Linked DNA regions of Zea mays: all the other regions are linked to region 3. Evidence: chromatin contacts called from public Hi-C data. All regions are on one chromosome and are shown on one strand. The core of a region is the stretch at or near the end of the contact, and the rest is flanking DNA. Distances in the headings are between cores, read along the strand shown.

Region 1 (2,700 bases), core at 96-2,595, 820 kb before region 3:
AAGTTTTTAATCTGCTAACAGCAATTGTACTACTAACATTAAAGTGTATGGAAGCACATATATGAAAGTTATAACTGACCTAGACAACAGTAAAGAGGCCTTCTCGATTAGTGTTCAAACCACAACACTGTGGTTGCATTAATCCTCAACACAAAGGAAAATACTATAGTATGGGAGTATCAATGCTATTTAATGGACTTTTATTACATTCTCTATGACCAAAACATCATGGAGAATGCGGTTTTTTTTCAAACGTATGAATATGTGAAAGAATCTAAAACAATAGTGTTCTTAATAATTTGAAATACGATCTCAACCTCTACTAAATAAACAACAGTGAAGGCTCTCATTTTTCCGCCTATTCCGAAAGAAGAATCATGTAACCTCTGCTAACAAACATATAGCGCCAAGGCTAAAAATAATAATGACTTTCGTGTTCATTGTATCTCCATCATCCTTCGCCATTTAAACACAATATTTAGTAAAGGACGTGCTACAAGATTAATCAACAACCGAGAGTAATCCATCACCATACCTTGTTAAAACATTGTATTCTAGCCGTATTCGAAGTAATAATAAACATGAAATACATAACAATGGTCTTGCAGCACGTAAAAGCAAAAGGAGGAGGCAGTGCCCTTCGGCCACTAGCAGTCCTTGAATCAAGTAAAAAAAGGAAAAAAGAAAACAACAGTGACTACAACAAATAATTATCGATAACTGTTAGTTAACCAATCCAAAAAACAATCTAATGCTTGCACGGGCAGGAAATTCTACGATTCTAAACTAGACGGAGCTATAAAACATAAGTAGTCATTTGTGTGTTGTATAAGAACACAGGCATGAATTGAAAAGAAAAGTATTAATGAAGGAACTGAAAGATTGTAGGGTAAATCGTCTAGAATGGTTAGAGGAAATATAAGTAACAGTTCTGTTACCATGTGTTATATGAAGGGTTTTATATTAAAGTGATTTGAGCATATTCATGTAGTAAAGTCACAGTGCCTTTCACGAATATCACATACCTAATTAATACTAACAGTTATCCCATTCTTCCTAGGGATAAAATGGATATTCATTTGATAAGGAAAATGGATGTCATAATGGTAAAACTATATACATAATGAGAACTGATGCTTGATAGAGGAGCAGTGATATGGTACATATATCCTTTGTCTCACAATCTGAACCTTTCTTCCTGCAAAGTGGAACTGTTAAGTGCCAAATACCAGAATGCAGTGTCCTAATAAAGTTGGTCAATATAAACATAACGTTGGCAACCCAACAAGAAATCGTGAATATATAAAGCTGCTCTCATGAAAAGGTTAAACATATATAAGTGAAAAAGAAATAATTTTATTTTTCTTTATAAGCATGTATATCAGCAGGGAGAAAATCAATTGAAAAGAAATTAACACTAGAATTCAAATAAAGGTTCTCAAGAATTCATGCAATGAAGAAAAGATCTCATCTTCTAGGGCATGTGCCTGGAAAGTTAGATTATGTCCACTTTATAGAAAGAAGTTGAAGTAAGCAAAGATTGAAAGAAATTTTGCACTATATACATCAAACTGTGAGACCACAATTAAAAAAGTTAGGTCACGGTGTATTTTCAGCTTTGTGACTAATGATTATTTTGAGCCATTCATACGTAGTCTTAAGTTGTTTTGTATTTTTATTACTTGAAGTGTCTAGAAATATTTATTTCTATATGAACATCAAGTTTCTCCATGTGAATAGGCAAGGGAATGGTCATTGCATTGTCAGCAAATTGACTTTCTTCAGGAAAGTAGTACCTTAAGTGGTGCAGGCATCACAGTGTATCAGGCTAGTCTTGTGGCCTAGCTTCGTTGATATGATGATATCTTTTAACAATCAAATTCAGGATTTAATCTCGAATACTGGGCTGCTACGTGCGGTAAAGGGTGATGACTGTCTTTTGTGATCAGCCAGATTGGCTTCAAGTATGGGCAGAGATTGAGAGACATGACAGTCTTAATATGCTGCAGGCACCAATTGATTTAGAGAAAAATCAAGGAACGATGCTTGAGCACAACTCAATTGATTATAAGTCTCCAGTAAGGAAAAGAGAAACATCTCGACCTCACCTTGTCTATTGTGGCATCCGGCGTGGAAGCACAAGACGTCGTAGCATATGGCGTGGAAACATCGGAGGAGCTCCGGCCACCGCTACTGGCAATCTCGGAACCCCACGACTTCTTGGCCTGTGGAGCGGTCTTCCCCTGAAGGCCAACTCTAGGTGCCATAGAAAATGGAGCGAATCTTCGGCGGTGAGAATGGGGACAGATTGGAGCAGCAGCTGTGGTGCAGGCATAAGTTGAGCGGTGGGAGGAGAACCAAGCATAGCAGCTTTAGGTACCGGCAGCAGCACCAGCACCGCCCCATCTCCGGCTCTGCTCCCTCCTGCCGCGCTTGCTGATTGATGGCAAAAAAATCCGAGATCTGAGATGCGCTGCAGGCTGGTGCCGTACTTGCAGTTGTCGCCATCGCCGCCTACCAAGCACACGTTGGTGGCGCCGTCCGCAGCACCCATGATGCCGCATCGGAGCAGCACGTCGCGGAGATGAGCGTCGTGCCACACGGATGTAGAGATGTCGTGCGCCACCGGACGGGAGCCTGCGGCGGGAGAGCAACGTTCGGCCGAGATGCGGGGAGGGCGGTGGACGGGATCCGAGGAGG
Region 2 (2,700 bases), core at 170-2,669, 780 kb after region 3:
ACGCTGTTCTTCTACATAATTTCTAAGAGATTGTAGCTCGTTGGTATTACTTACATTGGGGATATCTGGCGTGGGTTGAAGCAAAGCCGGATCCGTCGCCCGATGTCGGACGACCTTGTTGTTCCTGTCCACTTTGAAGTTGGCCAAGAATTTTGCTTTCGCCTCCTGGATCATCCGCTCCTTGTGCTCCTCAAACTGGAGCTGCTCGTCAGCCGGCAAGGTTTCCCAAGTCGGCTCTATGATGTTGCTTGGGGAAATATCAGAGCTCTCCCTTGAACCGGCCATTTGAGGGCCGATTTGATGAGCCTAGATGTGTTTTCCCAGCGGAGTCGCCAAAAAGTATGTTGACGCTTTTTTGGAGCGCCAAATACCCAAGAAGAACCGGCGGCGGTGCTCTCTGGTCAGGCGTGGACGGTCCGTGGCCTGGGGCCGGACGGTCCGCGACCTGGCGCAGGGGCTAGGTTTTCCTGCCTAACGGCCGGACGGTCCGCGCCCTGGGGCCGGACGGTCCGCGCGTGTGCAGGGGCGGCGGAAGATCGCCGGCGGCGCCTGGATCTCGCTCCCGGGAGGGACCCCGTCGGGGAGGAGAGATCCTAGGGGTTGTCTAGGCTCGGGCCGGCCGACCTAGACTCCTCTAATCGGCGTAGAGTCGAAGAGAGGCGAAGAATTTGGGGATCAAGAGGCTAAACTAGAACTAGACTAGAACTACTCCTAATTGTACTGGAAATAAATGCGAATAGAAGTTGTATTGATTCGATTGTTGATTACAAATCGGCCGTAAGCCTCTCTTTTTATAGAGGAGGGGGGCTGGACCCTTTACACGACCGGATTCCGAGCTAATTCCGCGGATATAGCTAACAAACATAGCACAAAACTCGGAACGCTAATCTACTCTGCGCGTGCGCGGACCGTCCGGCCTCAGGGCCGGACCGTCCGCACCTCATTTTGGTGCTCAACAACACCACACATTTGATTTCGCGTCCGAAAATCCGGATGTGACATGCACGCACTCTTGGATCAATTCTGCAGCAACAATACACTTGCTTAATCCCAACAATATAAATTGCAAGAAATTGCAGACGTTCAAAAGAGAGAAAAAAACTATTACCCTTGTGGAACATCAGCAAGATCTATACAACTTAATTCTGGATTGATTCTTGATCACTAAAAGAGAGATGAACTAGAACCATGAAACTAACAAAGGAAGAAGGGAAAAGATGGAGATACATAGGGGTCGCCGATAGAGAACGTGTGTGGATGAGGGCTCTGGGCGGGGTGGAGGCAGCCGCCACTGCCAGAGAGATGTGCAGGCGGCGGGGAGGCTGCCAGGAGAAGCCTCGATCCTGGAGAAACTGAAAAGGACAGAACGGGTAGAGGAATTGACTGCTTGACAAAAGAATGCCCTTGTCCGACGGAAGCAAACAGAATGCTATGTATCGGTATCGTTGCATTTTTGAATGATAAATATTTAGAGTTATTCCTTTTGATAGTAAATATCCAAAGATGGGGTCTTTAATGGCATGGATCTTTCCCTTTAAAAAATATATCCGAACATACCCTAAAAGCAGAGCCGTCTGCGTTGCCGCTAACAAGGCCGCCGCCGATGGACGCCTTCGTCGCCGGTTCGCGCGGCCGCCCAGCCCTCAGCTTCCTTTGCCCTAAGATATCGCTATTCTCCCCGCCCTCGCACTCCTGGTTCCGCTGGCTCGTCGGTGCGCCTCGCGTTCTCCCTCCCTTCACCGTCGCTGCTGTCTTACGTCCCATTCACGGCGACCATGACGCCATTGATCTTCCCAGGGAAGCAGGCAAGTCTCACCAACCCACTTTTCCCAACAACTCATGATTCCGCCTGAGTCCTGACGATGTCCCTATACTTCTATGCCTTCCGCAGACGAAATCCGGGGGTTGCTGCCACGCGGTTTCGACATCATAGGGGTGCTGCTCGTGGGGGGAGAGGGTTCTGATGCGGACGTCACTCGCGCACTGGAGCAGGCTCGGGCGCTGAGGGAGCTGCTGTTTGGTGTGGCAGCGAGCCATGGCTTGGTAGGAGGCCACATGGATGCAGCCACTGGGGAGATTCGATTTGTTGTATCTGAGAGTGGATGGACGAACTCGGTGGAAGGATCTGTGGTTACATGGGAGGATGAGCCCGGGAGGTTGTTGTGGGAGAAGGGATGCCTCCTGCGCTGCGAACTGCTGCTGAAGCTTCCACTCTATCTTAGGCCTGACGTGAATTCTGGTAAATGCTAGGAAGTTTACCTGTCTGTTTAGTCCTTTACTGTACAAATGAACGGGCAAAAGTTGATCATTCATGATATGATGTGCCTTGACATCTATTTGAAGAAATTGGAGTTCTGCGAATTCTTTTCGCTGCAACCGGTTCAATTTTTTTGGATTATTCTATAGTGTTAAGATACTGTTTCTACCTTAGTTTGTGCTTAGAAAAAACCCCATTGTTCTCTCATTTCAGTACCCACCCTATTATCTTGAAGCTAATAATTGGTTGGATAAGGTTGCAAATTTGCAATTTACTACATCTTGCATAGCTGGTGTTTTTTTGTTTGAACTATGTGATTTCTTAAGCTGCCAAATATTCAATCATGAAAGAAGGTATTAGAGAGCCTGTGCATTGCCATATATATTCAGTATAATCTCGAACCTAAAACCAAACAATATGATTGTAACAACATACATGAAGTG
Region 3 (2,700 bases), core at 183-2,682:
GAGGAGATCAATTGATAAGCAGGCGTAAGGCCACCACCCGGAGCAGCTTGCAACAAACAGCAGAGATCAGTTCAGTACCTTCAACAGAGCCCAACACTCGGTCAGCAGGGACGCTGCCCTCTAAAGCGACTCCCTGATCCAAAGTTTGGGCTACCACCATACAACCAGAGTGTGGAGGAGATCCCGCGTGAACGTCCATGGAAGTACAGGAAGGAGACCCTGCTTGGGCACCCTCGGGGGCTGGGTCATAGTTGGCACTGCACTACGCTATAGAGGGCTAGTACTAAGCAATGGTTAAGTAATAACTACTTACTAAGTAATAATTATATACTAACTAATAACTTCCCACATCTAACATAGTTATAAAATTCTATGAATATGACAAGAGCAATGGGTTATACCTTAGGTCGCAGTGGAGTCAAGGTGCCAGTGGCGGGGGTGGTGGAGTTGGACAGCCTCCTGTCTGAAAATAAGCAACATAGCACTGTTAATGAAAATTTCGATAGCACCTCCCTTATATGGGGAGATTTCTAAAATCTACATAGAAATTGGCAGCACAATGACTGACATACATACTCAGTAGCAGACAAAAACACGATGGCTGCATGCACATTCAGTCACTGCAAATAACGACTAAATGACAATCTACTTAATTGCACCAACTAAATAACAAAATTACAAGCTAACCAACAAAAATGTAAGTAACCTAACTATATTAATTTGATAACAAAATTATAAACTAACAAACATGTTTGCAAACTTCTAGCTAAAATAGCAAATAAAGATGTTACCTAAGTAGAAAGTAAGCTAAATAAAATACAGAGTAACTACATAATTTGCTAAGTAAATAATAAATCCACTAATTAAATCTAGAGTATATACTAAACTAACTAAATCAAAATAAACCAGATTATATACTAAACTAACTAATCAAACCACTAACTAAACTAAATCCACTAAATCTTCTAACTAAATTAAATCCTCTAACTAAATTAAATCCACTAAAACTAAACTTATTGGGGCAGTATGAGGCGAGCTCGAGGGAGTGACACCAGGCACGGAGGCGAAGAAGGGGGCGCATCAGTACTAGGCGGGACGAAGCGGTGGTGGTGGTCGGCGGGCAGAGTGAGGTGCAGTGAGGGAGAGAGCGCGAGAGGGAAAAGCCGACTGAGCATATTTATCAGACCTTGGCATCAAGGTCTGTGCTGCTAAGGTCTGACACGTCATCCGTCACGTCATCGAGCCTACGCTAGCGTCAGCGTGACCCTCTGCTCGACGCCAAGATTTATAACGTCGAGCAATATTATTTCAGGGTCAAGCTGAGGATCTAAAATAAAGAATATTTTATTCAGTGTCTAAACGTTAATATTTTTTTTAAAAATAAGCTAAAATATATATAAAAAATCGGGCACTACCACTGTCCACTACCTCACGCAACCACCACTGCCTCACGCAACCACCTCAGCCCGGTCCACCTCTACCACCGGCCACCCACTGCCTCCACCCCCGCCCTAGATCACCACCGCACTCTCAGGCGCAAGAACGAGCTCACCAGGCAAAGTCACGGCGGCGACCTCCGCCTTCCAGGTCTCGCCCTTGCTGGCGCGCGCCTCTGCTCACCACCCAGCGCCGCGTCTTCCTTCTCCAGTCCGGTCGCTGGCCGACCGCCAGCGCGGCTCCGGGCCCTGCTTTCCGCACGCCCAAGCCTGCGCGCTCCGGACGCACCTCTCCTGCTCTTCTGGGCTTGGGAAAGAGAAGAAACCAGCATAAAAACACTAGATCTGTGAAGGATTTGAGGAAGAAACCAAACCGAAACCCTAGTGACGATGCTAGAGTTCGGACCTCGCTCTGAGTCGAAACGACCAGAGACCGCTGCCTTCCCTCCCCATTTTCCTTTCCCATGAACCAAGCAGCGTATGAGCTTTCCATCCCTCCTCATTTACCTATCCCACCTCTCATATCCCGTTATCCAAACGGCACCTCAGGGTACTGCAATCCAGAAGCAGGGGCCCTGGCCTCAGCGCACCTGGATGGCAGGGCTGGAGGAGTTGAAGAAGAAGCTACAACCCTTGCTGTTCGATGACCTGGACAGAGTTGGCGCCAGTACCAGGGTGCCCTTACCAGAAGATACTTGCGATTCCTACGCAGTAAGCACGCCCTGGTATTCTTGGCCTATTCTTCATTGGTATTTGCAATTGTAGTTATCTGGTACATTATGACATGTTAGCCAACTCGTCTAATAAGGTGGGAGACTTGGAAAGTCGATTGATGGCTTTAACTCTGCCTCTCTGCGTGGTACATGTACATGCTCAATTGTTTTTTTTTGTTTAATTTGAGGATTAGCAACCAAATGAACACAGATAGGTTTATGCTTTGTTTACGTTCCTTGTGATTTTTCTGTTGTGTACCCTCTTATGTAATCCCCAGAGGGTGGTCTTAATACACCCTAATCTATTGTGATGAACAGAGCAGGGTCTGCTGTAGCCAATGAGATTGGATATAGTGGACATAATCACATCGATTTTGTGGTTCAATACTCCAATTACCTTCTATAAGTTTTTATTGACTGCTACATATCACACTTTGGCTCATTTGCTTCTGTTTCCTGAATGTTTTGTTTATAATTTATTTATTTCTCAGTACTGGAAGTCAACTCGTTTGGATATGCAGCTTCCCTTTTTCAGTCAACTCTTTTCTAAT

What was found. A called contact is a pair of places that touch in the nucleus more often than the background predicts.
Region 1: a contact with region 3 is called in a Hi-C map of ear, with 2.0 times the contacts expected there. The contact joins the promoter of LOC100193153 here to the promoter of LOC100194228 in region 3. A contact is called at or near these places in 2 of 25 Hi-C or Micro-C datasets (ear and tassel).
Region 2: a Hi-C map of endosperm shows a contact between it and region 3, with 4 times the contacts expected there. The contact joins the promoter of LOC103650432 here to the promoter of LOC100194228 in region 3. A contact is called at or near these places in 2 of 25 Hi-C or Micro-C datasets (endosperm and tassel).

What each region holds. Positions count from the first base shown.
Region 1 is chr3:97,409,154-97,411,853 of Zm-B73-REFERENCE-NAM-5.0, forward strand. It overlaps LOC100193153, which reads right to left and starts at 1,346. Exons shown (of 16, transcript NM_001358658.1): 1 at 1,121-1,346. The coding sequence starts at 1,269.
Region 2 is chr3:99,013,528-99,016,227 of Zm-B73-REFERENCE-NAM-5.0, forward strand. LOC103650432 (probable Ufm1-specific protease) reads left to right here and starts at 1,420. Exons shown (of 13, transcript XM_023301977.2): 1 at 1,420-1,805; 2 at 1,892-2,239. The coding sequence starts at 1,604.
Region 3 is chr3:98,229,133-98,231,832 of Zm-B73-REFERENCE-NAM-5.0, forward strand. It overlaps LOC100194228 (Mitogen-activated protein kinase kinase 3), which reads left to right and starts at 1,433. Exons shown (of 9, transcript NM_001279806.2): 1 at 1,433-2,147. The coding sequence starts at 1,917.